Linked DNA regions of Mus musculus: all the other regions are linked to region 3. A link is a contact called in public Hi-C and HiChIP or PLAC-seq data. All regions are on one chromosome and are shown on one strand. The core of a region is the stretch at or near the end of the contact, and the rest is flanking DNA. Distances in the headings are between cores, read along the strand shown.

Evidence for each region. A called contact is a pair of places that touch in the nucleus more often than the background predicts. HiChIP or PLAC-seq counts read pairs in DNA pulled down with a chosen protein or histone mark.
Region 1: a contact with region 3 is called in a Hi-C map of double positive thymocytes, with 1.8 times the contacts expected there. The contact joins two enhancer-like sites. A contact is called at or near these places in 4 of 15 datasets of contacts at CTCF or cohesin (CD8 T cells, large pre-B cells, pro-B cells and 1 more), 24 of 484 Hi-C or Micro-C datasets (the 63-12 cell line, CD4 T cells, CD4 single positive thymocytes and 18 more) and 13 of 115 datasets of contacts at active chromatin or transcription factors (the 230-238 cell line, CD8 T cells, DN3 thymocytes and 9 more).
Region 2: a contact with region 3 is called in an H3K4me3 HiChIP or PLAC-seq map of the 230-238 cell line, with 21 read pairs. The contact joins two enhancer-like sites. A contact is called at or near these places in 2 of 15 datasets of contacts at CTCF or cohesin (CD8 T cells and pro-B cells), 2 of 484 Hi-C or Micro-C datasets (CD4 T cells and germinal center B cells) and 4 of 115 datasets of contacts at active chromatin or transcription factors (the 230-238 cell line, the HPC-7 cell line, the SCID.adh cell line and 1 more).

What each region holds. Positions count from the first base shown.
Region 1 is chr1:137,904,044-137,907,680 of GRCm38.p6, reverse strand. Gm4258 (a long non-coding RNA gene) reads right to left here. Exons shown (of 3, transcript XR_003948014.1): 2 at 1-3,637. Among named protein-coding and RNA genes, the nearest start is that of Gm4258, 7.4 kb to the right of the region's middle. Within about 2 kb of position 1,885, at least 17 of the 459 cell types and tissues checked have an H3K27ac peak or open chromatin away from gene starts, as enhancers often do. A contact at or near this core is called in the 63-12 cell line and double positive thymocytes, where this site is marked.
Region 2 is chr1:137,921,306-137,925,276 of GRCm38.p6, reverse strand. Gm4258 (a long non-coding RNA gene) reads right to left here. Exons shown (of 3, transcript XR_003948014.1): 2 at 1-3,971. Among named protein-coding and RNA genes, the nearest start is that of Gm4258, 25 kb to the right of the region's middle. Within about 2 kb of position 2,361, at least 47 of the 459 cell types and tissues checked have an H3K27ac peak or open chromatin away from gene starts, as enhancers often do. A contact at or near this core is called in the 230-238 cell line, the HPC-7 cell line and pro-B cells, where this site is marked.
Region 3 is chr1:137,804,684-137,808,288 of GRCm38.p6, reverse strand. No RefSeq gene overlaps it. Among named protein-coding and RNA genes, the nearest start is that of Gm34306, 39 kb to the right of the region's middle. Within about 2 kb of position 1,733, at least 83 of the 459 cell types and tissues checked have an H3K27ac peak or open chromatin away from gene starts, as enhancers often do. A contact at or near this core is called in the 230-238 cell line, the 63-12 cell line, the HPC-7 cell line and 2 more, where this site is marked.

The DNA of each region.
Region 1 (3,637 bases), core at 636-3,135, 99 kb before region 3:
CGACACTTATCAAATATGACATAAGCACATAACTATAATTTATAAAACTCTCATAGCTAAAAGTTTTCCAAAATGCTATTGTTTGGGATATATATATATATATATATATATATATATATATATATATATATATATCCTTTAGTTCCATGTTATAAAATAAAATTAATCTTTTAAGAGTAGGCAATGTAAAAGTATGTTTAGAGCATGTATATGTTTCAAAGAAATACCTAAACAAAAATATCTATACTTCCTACCAAGAGATGTGGTTTGGGTAGAAATAGCTATTTTAGATATCCTCACAAACATATTACAATTATACTGTAGTAATGTGTTTTAGATTCAGGTTGTAGTAATGTGTTTTAGATTCAGTTATACCTTAAAGAACGGCCATACTCACTGCTTATAAACTACAAAGGAAGTGTGTCTAAGTTTATAGAGCTTTGGAAAATGTTCCCATAACGACTGTGTATTTTTTAACATTCAGCATATTTTGCTCATTCAGGACTGGAAGTTTGCTCAGAGTGACCCATAATGTTCAAGCACTTGCACAAATGTTGCACCTGGAACAAAGAGGAGTGAAGGGGGCAAAGGTCAAAGCCAAGCCTTAATAAGCATCGACTAAACAGACTTCAGACTTAGTGAAAAGTCCAGACGCCCCCTGCAGCGTCATCTTACATCTGATTTTTCTCTTTTCAACATGGAGTATAATCCATAAATACCACCAAATCACTGGCAGCTTAGCCTCGGGTTTTAGTTTAGGGTTTTGTTTGTTTGTTTGTTTGTTTGTTTGGTTGGTTGGTTGGTTTTTTGTTTTTATCTTCTAGAGACTCCCCCCACCCCTTTGCAAAGATTTAAAAATTTAACCCTTTGCATCCCCCTATTAACCAATGAATGCCACGTTAGCTTACATCTGTAACCCTTTCCAGGACAAGAGGTGCCTTGAGTGTTTCCAAGGCAGAGTGCTGGCTGAGGGATTCCTATTTGCCTAAGACGTTTTGAATAACATTCTGATGAATGACTAATGGATCAAGACGATCAAACTTCACAGTCAGCAAAAAAGTGTGTCTTTCATGCATAGTCCACTGTGGTAGACTTAAATGGACACTTAGAGGATGGCCTAGTAGGTCATCAATGAGAGAAGCCCTTGGTCCTATGAAGGTTCTATGCCCAGTATAGGGAAATGCCAGGGCCAGGAAGTGGGAGTGGGTGGGTTGGGGAGCAGGGGGAGGGGATAGGGGATTTTCAGAGGGGAAACTAGAAAGGGGGATAGCATTGAAATGTAAATAAACAAAATATCTAATAAAAAATAAGAAATATAAAAAAATGTAACTTTATTTTGAAAAAACAAAAACAAAAAAACAAAACCTTAAAAGGAATTGCCTTTCTTCCACTTACTATCACAAAGAAGTTAAATTTGCATATGAGTTTCTATATGTGCATATGAGTGCTGAAAATGTCTAAATTTGGAGACTCTTCTAACTTCAGGTTAGGTGACACAGTCTGTCCTGATAATTTTATTGGCTTAATCTCATGGCTGCATGCTTTATTATCTCTCCTTTAACCTTTATTTTCTTTTAAACAATGCTTTTCCTCCAGGAAATATAGTTGGTCAAAGGGAGAACACAGAATAAACTGGGCATCCACCTTGAGCTTAGTAACTGAGAGAAGCCTTCCATTTGGAGGTGGGCTCACTGCAGGAGCTAGATGTGAGAGAAGCTGAGGCAAATTCAGTGGCTTGTTATTTACGACATTGCAGATTTTCAGAATGCCAGAGACATCTGCATGAGCCCCTATATTTATCCTCCCATCTATTCGTATAGCACCACTTCCTTTACAGCTAAGGATATAAAATTAGAAAACACAAGAGCGGACTGGTATGGGTATGATCCATAAGCCTCTCAATGAAAGATGAGGCTAACTGTCAGTGAGCACTAATGGCTGGGTGCACAGCATACTGGATGGGAGGCGTCTACTGTACAGGAAAGATTAAGCTGGAGAAGGCTCCTAAGCAAGAAAACCAGTACAAACAGTGTCCAGGGAGAGCTGAAGGGGGACCTGGGTTTCCACTGGATCTCAATCACAGAGTCATTGCTACGTTTCACAGGACAGGAAAGGGACACCGTGAGGGCAGACATTTTGTACAGCTGCAAAGATTCCGTAACTGTCCATAATTTTTCCTGGACTTTTTTTTTTTTAACCAAAATGAAAATTAGGATTCATGAAGCAAAATCAGAATGGGAATCTCAACCACAAACTTGCAAAAATGAAAACTACTAACACTCACTTAGCTTAATGAGATGTGGCGTTATTGTTGCATTAAATACTTTTAATCGGCCTTGACCCTCACAGAATCAAGACCTGCTTAGTAGCCAATGGTACTACAGAAAAGAGGAAAATAGAAGTAGCTGAGAACTATCACCCTTATTTAAAACTGTTTCTTGATTATTTAGTATGAATGATGAAGAATTTCAATCCCAATTTAATTTAATAATCCCCGTGATCCCATTCTCCATTATTTTCTATAGCCTGGCTCTGATTCATGATTAAATCAACTCCGTGGTTCTGATGGTAAAGATAAGCTGTAGCTAGTTATAAAGTAAAACATTAGATGGCACTTTACTCTCATTTCTATTGTTAGGTCATAGTTTTGATCTCGTAAGATTTTAAACATAGTCACACAGGGTAAGGCAGAATTGGGCAAATTGGAGCAGTGAACTCATATTTGTAATTGGCTTTTCCAATTTTAAGTCAATAAGAAAAATATTTAATATGAGAATAGCTCACATGCTTAAAGACATGATGACAGTCCTCGGTCTCATGTATGGAAGTACAAGTTTGACTCACAGAGAGTTACAGTAAGCTATCCGAACTTTAATTTTCCCAAAGTTTGTAAAAAATTGACTTCATGTACTAGTGGCTTAGACCACAACTTTCAGAACTGTAAATTCTAGCAGTCCATCTTGATATTTGTATAATTTTGACACAAAAATCCTAATGAACGTTACCATTCCTAAGATGTATAAATTTTCAAACATTTGCATGAACGTAGCTCATGACAAAGCATCTCTTTATTTGTCAATCTCTATATTTGTCAATATATTTGTTACATACTAGGCTGTCCCCCATCCCAAATAATGAGTATAACCTTGAATCCAGGGCCTGCACTGCTATAAAGCCTCTATAGGATTTTCCAGTGGCACCAATAATTGATATTTACTTTCTTAATTTCTGTCTGCTTTTAAAATGTGCACCACGAGTTCAACTTTTCTTCTAAGATTTTATGTCAAAATAATGTCAGTATCTCACAGTTTGCCATTCCAAAAACATACTTAGAACATAGTACTTTTAACTGTAAAAATGAATATAAAGATAATGATTTGAGTCAAGAATTTATCCAAAAGAGCGTCTGAGTATAGCTCAGTGGTCAAATCTGTGCTTAGCACACGTTAGGCCTTGGGTTCAAGCCTTAGCACCACAACATCCCTAAAATGAGCTTGACAACAACAAAAAAATTATGGGTGCCTACCAAAGTAGATACCCACTTTCAAAGCATATATAACTAACTTCATTGAACTATATATTATGTATATACATATGTATATACATATATACATACATATCTCATCTTCTATTTCCA
Region 2 (3,971 bases), core at 1,112-3,611, 120 kb before region 3:
AGTTATAGATATGTAATCAAGTGAGTGCTGTATGTGGGTTTGAACACTCTGAGATTGGGGAAGGAGAGGGAGGGAAGGAGAGAGGGAGAGAGGAGAAGAAGGAGGAGGAAGAAGATGAAGAGGAGGAAGAAGAAATTAAAATTATTTATTTTTTACAGGATCATTCACTCTGTCGTATGCTCATGCTGTAATATTTAAAGATGTTCATTTGTGAAAATCCTTTGTCCTAAGAAGTATGTAGTTGCTGTGAGTTAGTGTTCAGTAGAGTGATCAAAGCCACCAAGACCTGGTTAGGCTGATTTCTCAGGTTGTGTAGAACTGTTGATGGCTGTGACAACGGTTCTTCCTTGCGCTGACGCCAGTAGAACATAATGGTTAAGACCCTCAAAGAGGCTAACAGGGGAAATTTAGTATATTTTAAAAAGAGAACCACAAAAGGCCTTGTGCATAATTGTCACACCAAATCATCTTCTTGGTCTAGGAAAGTACTAAGACTGTAGTGGTGGCTCTGTGTATCATCCACACACGAGGGGACCGAGACAAGGAAGAGCATCACACTTGGAAGCAAGCTTAGTCTCCAGGTAAGTTCTAGGGCAGCCTGAGCTACAGATGGAGAATCCATCGCAGAACACAAAACAACAAAATTTGCTTTACTTCTTAAAAATGACATGTAGAAGAAAACAATATTATAGTGTATGAACTATAATATTGTGTATTCCCCCGGAGTTGGACAAATGTCTATATCAAAAGGGGCTGTTAGCGTAGGTCAGTGGAGGGCTGACTGACTCGAGTATACACGACCCTTGACTGAAGAGCTAAGATTTATAAAGCAAAGTCTTTATTTAGGTCTACGGAAATGATCTCAGCTCAGTTTCAAACAATATGGACACCAGTTTCACTCTCCTGTTTGTTCATCCCTTCAGTGAGTGACAGATGGTTTCTCTGTCTTCTCTTCTATTTTTCTCCTGCTTCTCATTTATTTTTCAGTAACCTGTTTCAAAAACACCGAGAATCTGCTTCCTGGGTCTTGAGTCTGCTATTTGTTTATGTACAAATTTTCTTTTGTCCATACTTAAAAGAGATAAAAATGCTTGCATATAGAAGGAAGCTAGCAAGAATTAGCCTTAGCAACAATGTAACACAACTGGTTCAGAACGAATTTGTAGTAGGAGCCAGAAGGCTTCTGTAGTTTGAAAAGTATCAACTGGGCCTTGGGCTAGCCTCATGAACAGAATACACGGAAGAGGAGTGAAGTAGCTAGTGCTTTGGTGTATTTCTTTCACATAATTCAGAAGTTTGGACATTCCCTTCCTGTTCCTTCTGAAGATTGCTTATCATCAAGCAAACATCTAAGACTGTCTCACAGTACCCCAAACAGGGATGTTCTTTCAAATTCTGGAGATCCTTTTGTCTTGCGTTTTTGTGTATTTAAGTGACCACATCCCTACACATTTCCTGTCTTTGTCATTTTTTTCTAAACACTGTAACCTGTAATATACACTGGGCCCACAGGAAGAAATTATGTTATTTTGTTAATAATGTGCTAGCAGCAGACATTATTAAGACAGAGGAGCAATTTTTAACATCTTTTCAATCATAAACAAATGATGGTTGTAATGGCCCTGCACTGAACTAACAATTAAAATTTTACAGGCAGTATAATTATAGGTCAGGAATGGACATATATAATGTAATTAAATATCAGAATAACACTCATTTTTCCCATGATAAATAACAGAATCTACTCAAGATATATTAAAAAGAATTGTCTGCCTCATAACAAGAGCCAGTAAGGTTTCATTGCTGCCAGAGAATTTCTTCCTTCAGCTGCCCCTTTCCCACCATTTACAAATAGAATCAAATCCACTTGGCTAGACATGGAAAATTGTGTTTATAAATTCTAATTTTAGAAAGCAAAAATACAGCATTTGTCTTAGTGGCTTAACAAGTATTCATAACAACCCCACCTATAGTACATTTTTAAAAAACTAATTGAGCCCTGTTTGTTTTTGACAAAAGTCTATAGCATTTCAGAAGGCAATTTTAAGTAGAAGTTGTGTTATTATTATTATTATTATTACTATTATTATTTAAATCTAAGTAAGAAACATAAATGTTGCTTGAAAAGAGTCCCAATATTAATGAACTCTGGATTCTCAGAATAGTCTGTAGAAAAACCAAGCACACGTGATTCATCTCAAATTTTGCTTGCTGCCTGATAAATGATTTGTTGAAAACTTATTCTCACATGAGACACATGCTTTCCTTCGCAGAAAATGAGAGAATGCGCGGGCAGCTCTTGAATTGAATGGGTGCTACACCATTTGGCGTGGGCTGCAGCTGCTCCAGAGAGTTTTCAGTTCTGCTTTTCAGGGTGATGGGACATGCTTACGCCCACCTACAGATGAGCAGGCAAAACACCTCTGCCTGGGTCTAGAGATTCTTAATTCCCTCCCTAAGTACCAATCACTCTTAAAAACAGGCGGTGTGCCTATATATATGGCAAGTCTGATGACTTCACTGGATTTTCACATTTCCTAGGGGAGGAACAGTCATCTTTAGTCCTTTATATCAAAGAAGAACAGGGGTATTGGAGGACAAAATTCTGCCTCCACCCTCTGGTTATCATACCAACTCCTATAGTTCTAGACTAAAAGTTATTTCGCTAAAATGCTCAAAGCAATACCATTGAAATTAAATTTACTTTTTCCTTTAGTCATATTTTCTTTTATCATTCATCATGAAGTAATATGTTTTAAAAGAAAATTTTTCCTAACACTGTGGATTATAGTAGTAATTAGCAGTACACTGTATTTACCAAAATACTTTCTTTATTTTCATGTCATGTTGTTAATTTCCCATCTGTAATCTAAGAAGTATTCGTCTATGGCTTGATGTTCTGTGGAAAAAAATATCTTTTATGCTTGTTATAGGCTTAGTAAATTTAAATGTTCAAAATATTTGCAGTTGTAAGAGATAGAATATTTTAATTAGATTGGAACCTGCTGGACCCTGAGCCTGAAGAATGTTACCACATTCTATTGTCCTCTTCCCTGTACCCACTGGGATCATCAGAAAAAAAGAAATGCAACTCTTCTATAATCTTTTCAAAATTATATAAAATTTGCAACAGTGCTTAAGCATCCGGGAATTTCATAAATATTATCTCCAAAGAGACAGAATCGAGCACCAATAGCTCTGACAGAACAAGTGATTACAAACTACACTTCAGCAAGTGTGTGCGCGTGCGCTGTAGTGCCTCTGCAGCAAGAAAAAGCTCGGGTTTCCCTTCCCTCCAACAAGGGAAGGAACATTGAAGAGAAACAGTATTTTCATTGGAACAAAATGGACACACCTGGTAAGGGATGGCCGTGTTCGCAGAAAATGCTCCACTTGCTCTTGGTTCTCCTTGCTGAGGGTGGTCTGTACAACTCATGAGACTTCTTTCTCTATTCTAGGCAGTCCTTCCCTTTTCCACTAAACACAAATAACCTCAGGCAGAAGAAAAGAAGAACTCCCTACTCCCTGCACTCTTCTGCCTCCCACACTTACTTCCTCTGATCAGTGAGTCAAACCATACTAAGGACAGAATTTGTGAAAAAACAAAAACAAACAAACAAACAAACACCCTAAAGGGAATAAAGAAACACCCAATACATCATTACTAGAGAAGAGAAGTGTCTAAAATTATCTTTGAACACATACAAGCATACAAGATGCTCACTTCTTTTGATTTAAGAATAAGCCATTGGTAAACATTATTAAATAATCAATTATTTAGCTTCCCATGACTAATGGAAAAGATGGAGTACTTTTCGTTTGCTTTGCTTTACTTTGCTTTGTATTGGGGAGGGGCTTTGTTAGATTGAACTTCGCTGATTGTTTAGAAAGCATGTTTCATGTCCAACTCTCTGTTATTCTAGTTCTTTCTTGGCAGAGCAAATGAAGGATGTAAATGGTGCACAGCACAT
Region 3 (3,605 bases), core at 484-2,983:
AAGGTTTTACTGCTGGTGAGTAACAATGCCAAATATTCAGAGAAAATATGTCTTTGCTGGGGCTGAACTGGAAAGAATATCATGAACTTTATGGGACAGAACAGGAAGAGTTCTCAGCGAGAGATCGAGGCATTTTTTTTTTTTTAGAGGAGTAGTAGATACTGAGAAACAGATAATTCAGTGATTATATCACCCCACACAAACAATCCTATGGGACATTAATTATTGGTTCACTTTACATATTAATAGATCCCAAAACTCTTCATAGCATCGGAGGTGCTTCTAGAGGCCAGAGTTGGATACCACTCTGGGGGAGTTCACAGCATTGCCAAATCAAAGTCTATGAGAAGACTTGGGATGGAGAAATCTGCTTGACTACATCAGAAAGAATGTAGGAGGAAACAAATGCTGACATATTGGCAGCTGTGTATGAGAGACTCTGTTGATGAGAAAAATTATCCTTCTGTGGCATATTCATGCTCTGTGGGTAGGGCAGTAATAAACACCAACTTGTGCTTCCACCTCTTCTTGGGACAGTCATACTTCTCCATTTGCTTCAGCATCCATGCTTGCATGAAGATATATTGGATAGTGTCATTCTCTGCATAGCAGATTTGGAAATCAGGATATACTTTGATCCAGAAGTAATTCTATTCTAACACTATTAAGATAAAATCTTTTGGAAATGACCTAGACATTGATGACATAAAGGCAAAAATTACAAAACAAGATTAGTGCCAAGGGCAAGATATTATATATAGACTGATATTGAACTTTAGTAATTACTTGATTTATGAAAAATGATCCAAGTTAATTTCATGTTTTAAAAATCAGTGGTTAAAATTATTTCTAAATACTGTTTTCGAATACTTTCTTTTTAAGAAACATGGGTATGATATTAATAATTTGTTCTTGGAGTAATAATTAACATGGAACATTTTTATTTTAAGTAAATAAAAAAAAATCCTTCGATATTAGACAAATGCAAAGGCGTCTACTACCCAGAGCAGTGGCACCGATCACTACCTTGTAGGGAATTTGAAACAGACAAGGGTTTGTTTTTATTTGGGGTGTCATCTGCTAGTATTTGACAGTTGTACTTTTAGGGTCAGATGAAAATTGTTCATCAAAGGTCAAGTCCTGTGAGACGTTATCAGTCTCACAGCCTAGGGAACAAAGATTTGTGAGACTCGTCCTGAATGCAGCTTCTATGGAGAGGTGGAAGTGGTAAGAAACCGTTGAACCAGTGGTTAAGAAGGTAGGTCTTGTGGGCACTGATGGGAAACAGTCGTTAGGGGAAAGCTGCTTCACCACACAGGAAACAAAAACTCTTGAAAGTGTCCAGCTGTGGAAGATGAATTTACACAGATAACATTTGAAAGCCAGTGCATGTACTAAATTGGTGACCGAGAACGAACGAAATGGAGAAGGGGAGGAGCTACCAGGGCCACTGTGAAGAGAAGGTTGTTGCATGCAAGACCTCTCAGTGCTGTATGGATCACATATTTCCACGTGTCCCTCTAAAATAATGCTTAAAAGCCATTTCCTCAGACATAAAATCCAGCGACTCTCAAAAGATCCCGAAAGAAATGTCTCAACCAAAGCCATATTTTGTAATTGAATGGAACCTTGAAAGTCTTAGAATGGACGTGTTTATGTCAAGGTTAGCTATACACCAGCACTGGACGTGAATACACATGCATACAACAGAGCATTGCCATCATAACAGCGGTAGAGTAACAACGCTTCTCATTTGCAGGGAGCTGACACACTTCCGTGATTGCAAACTGTCGGGAAACTTCTATGATCTCTGGAATTCCATTCACAGATGACCAAGGAGCAAGCCCAGCCCGGAAAAGCAGAAACACTTGGGGCAGATGGCAGGGCTCAGGTTTGGACCTATCTGTGATGATGCCTGAAGATGTGGTGGCTAAACAGTCCTCACTTGCTATAGCATTTGGAAGCAGGGGTTGTTTAGTTCCCACTTCCGCCTCTCTCTCTCTCTCTCTCTCTCTCTCTCTCTCTCTCTCTCTCTCTCTCTCTCTCTCTCTCTCTCTCTCGTGTGTGTGTGTGTGTGTGTGTGTGTGTGTGTGTGTGTGTGTGTGTGTTGGGGCTATTCTCTAATGGTTGAACCATCACTGCAGTGTTCCTCCCATTTCTGTCTTTGTTTGCTTCCTCTTGGTGTTTCATAGACATTCTCTGCATATTTCATTCTTTGGAAAAGCTCTCTGGTTTTGCACATTACCCTATACCTGCTGTTATTGGTATTAATATTGTTTTATGTTATTTGAACGTTTACATAGAGTCAGTTCCTGTTAAACACTGAAACCAAATATACTCCAGCAATAATACTGTGGTTGCACCTCTAAATTTTACCCACATATAAAATCATTTGTTGTTTGCTTTGAAATGTATGAGGAAAAAAAAAAAAGAATGGTGAAGAAGTGACTTAAAGATTAAAGCAAAGTCCTTAACGATGCAACACATTTTCCTGTATTATTTTCTATACACCCAATGCATCTGTAAGAAGTTTAGTGTGTTGGTAATTCCTTAAAGGTGCACAGGTGTTACCACTAGGTTAATCTCACACATCTGAATCTGTCAGCTCCTAACTTGAGCACTTGCACACACACAAGAGCAAGCATACTCATTCTTTTTCCCTTCTTGGCTGCTCCTTGAGACCCCTTTCTTGATGCTATAGTCTAGCAGAAACTTAGCCAAATTGCCATTTCAGCTTGAATAAAAATGGTAAGCAAGGGGATCCATCCCATAATCAGCTTCCAAATGCTGACACCATTGCATACACTATCAAGATGTTGCTGAAAGGACCCAGATATAGCTGTCTCTTGTGAGACTATGCAAGGGCCTAGCAAACACAGAAGTGGATGCTCACAGTCAGCTATTGGATGGATCACAGGGCTCCCAATGGAGGAGCTAGAGAAAGTATCCAAGGAGCTAAAGGGATCTGCAACCCTATAGGTGGAACAACATTATGAACTAACCAGTACCCGGGAGCTCTTGACTCTAGCTGCACATGTATCAAAAGATGGCCTAGTCGGCCATCACTGGAAAGAGAGGCCCGTTGGAGTTGCAAACTTTATATGCCCCAGTACAGGGGAACACCATGGCCAAAAAGTGGGAGTGGGTGGGTAGGGGGGTGGGGGAGGGTATGGGGGACTTTTGGGATAGCATTGGAAATGTAAATGAGGAAAATACCTAATAAAAATATTTTTTAAAAATGGCAAGTGAGACTTTTCACTCTTCCTTTCCCTTCTCACCGGTCTAAGTCCTTCTGGAAGAAGACTGCCTGTCTGTACACCTGCCTGCTCCACCATTTTGTTCTTCAGGTTCTCAAAGCCTGCCTCAGTTCACCTCAGACATCTCCTTTAGTTCCTGTCACTGTCCCAATTACTTATTGAACACCAGGAAACCAACCACTTTGTCCTTCTTATAAGTACTTTCAAAACTTCCCAGACTATAAAAAGAATTTTTTGTATTGGTGGAGGGACTTAATAATAAATAATTCCCATGTTTTGTACCATGGCGTGACAGCAATAGTCCACACCTCCTCATGCTGTGTGGTCATTTTGGATTAGTAGTGATTT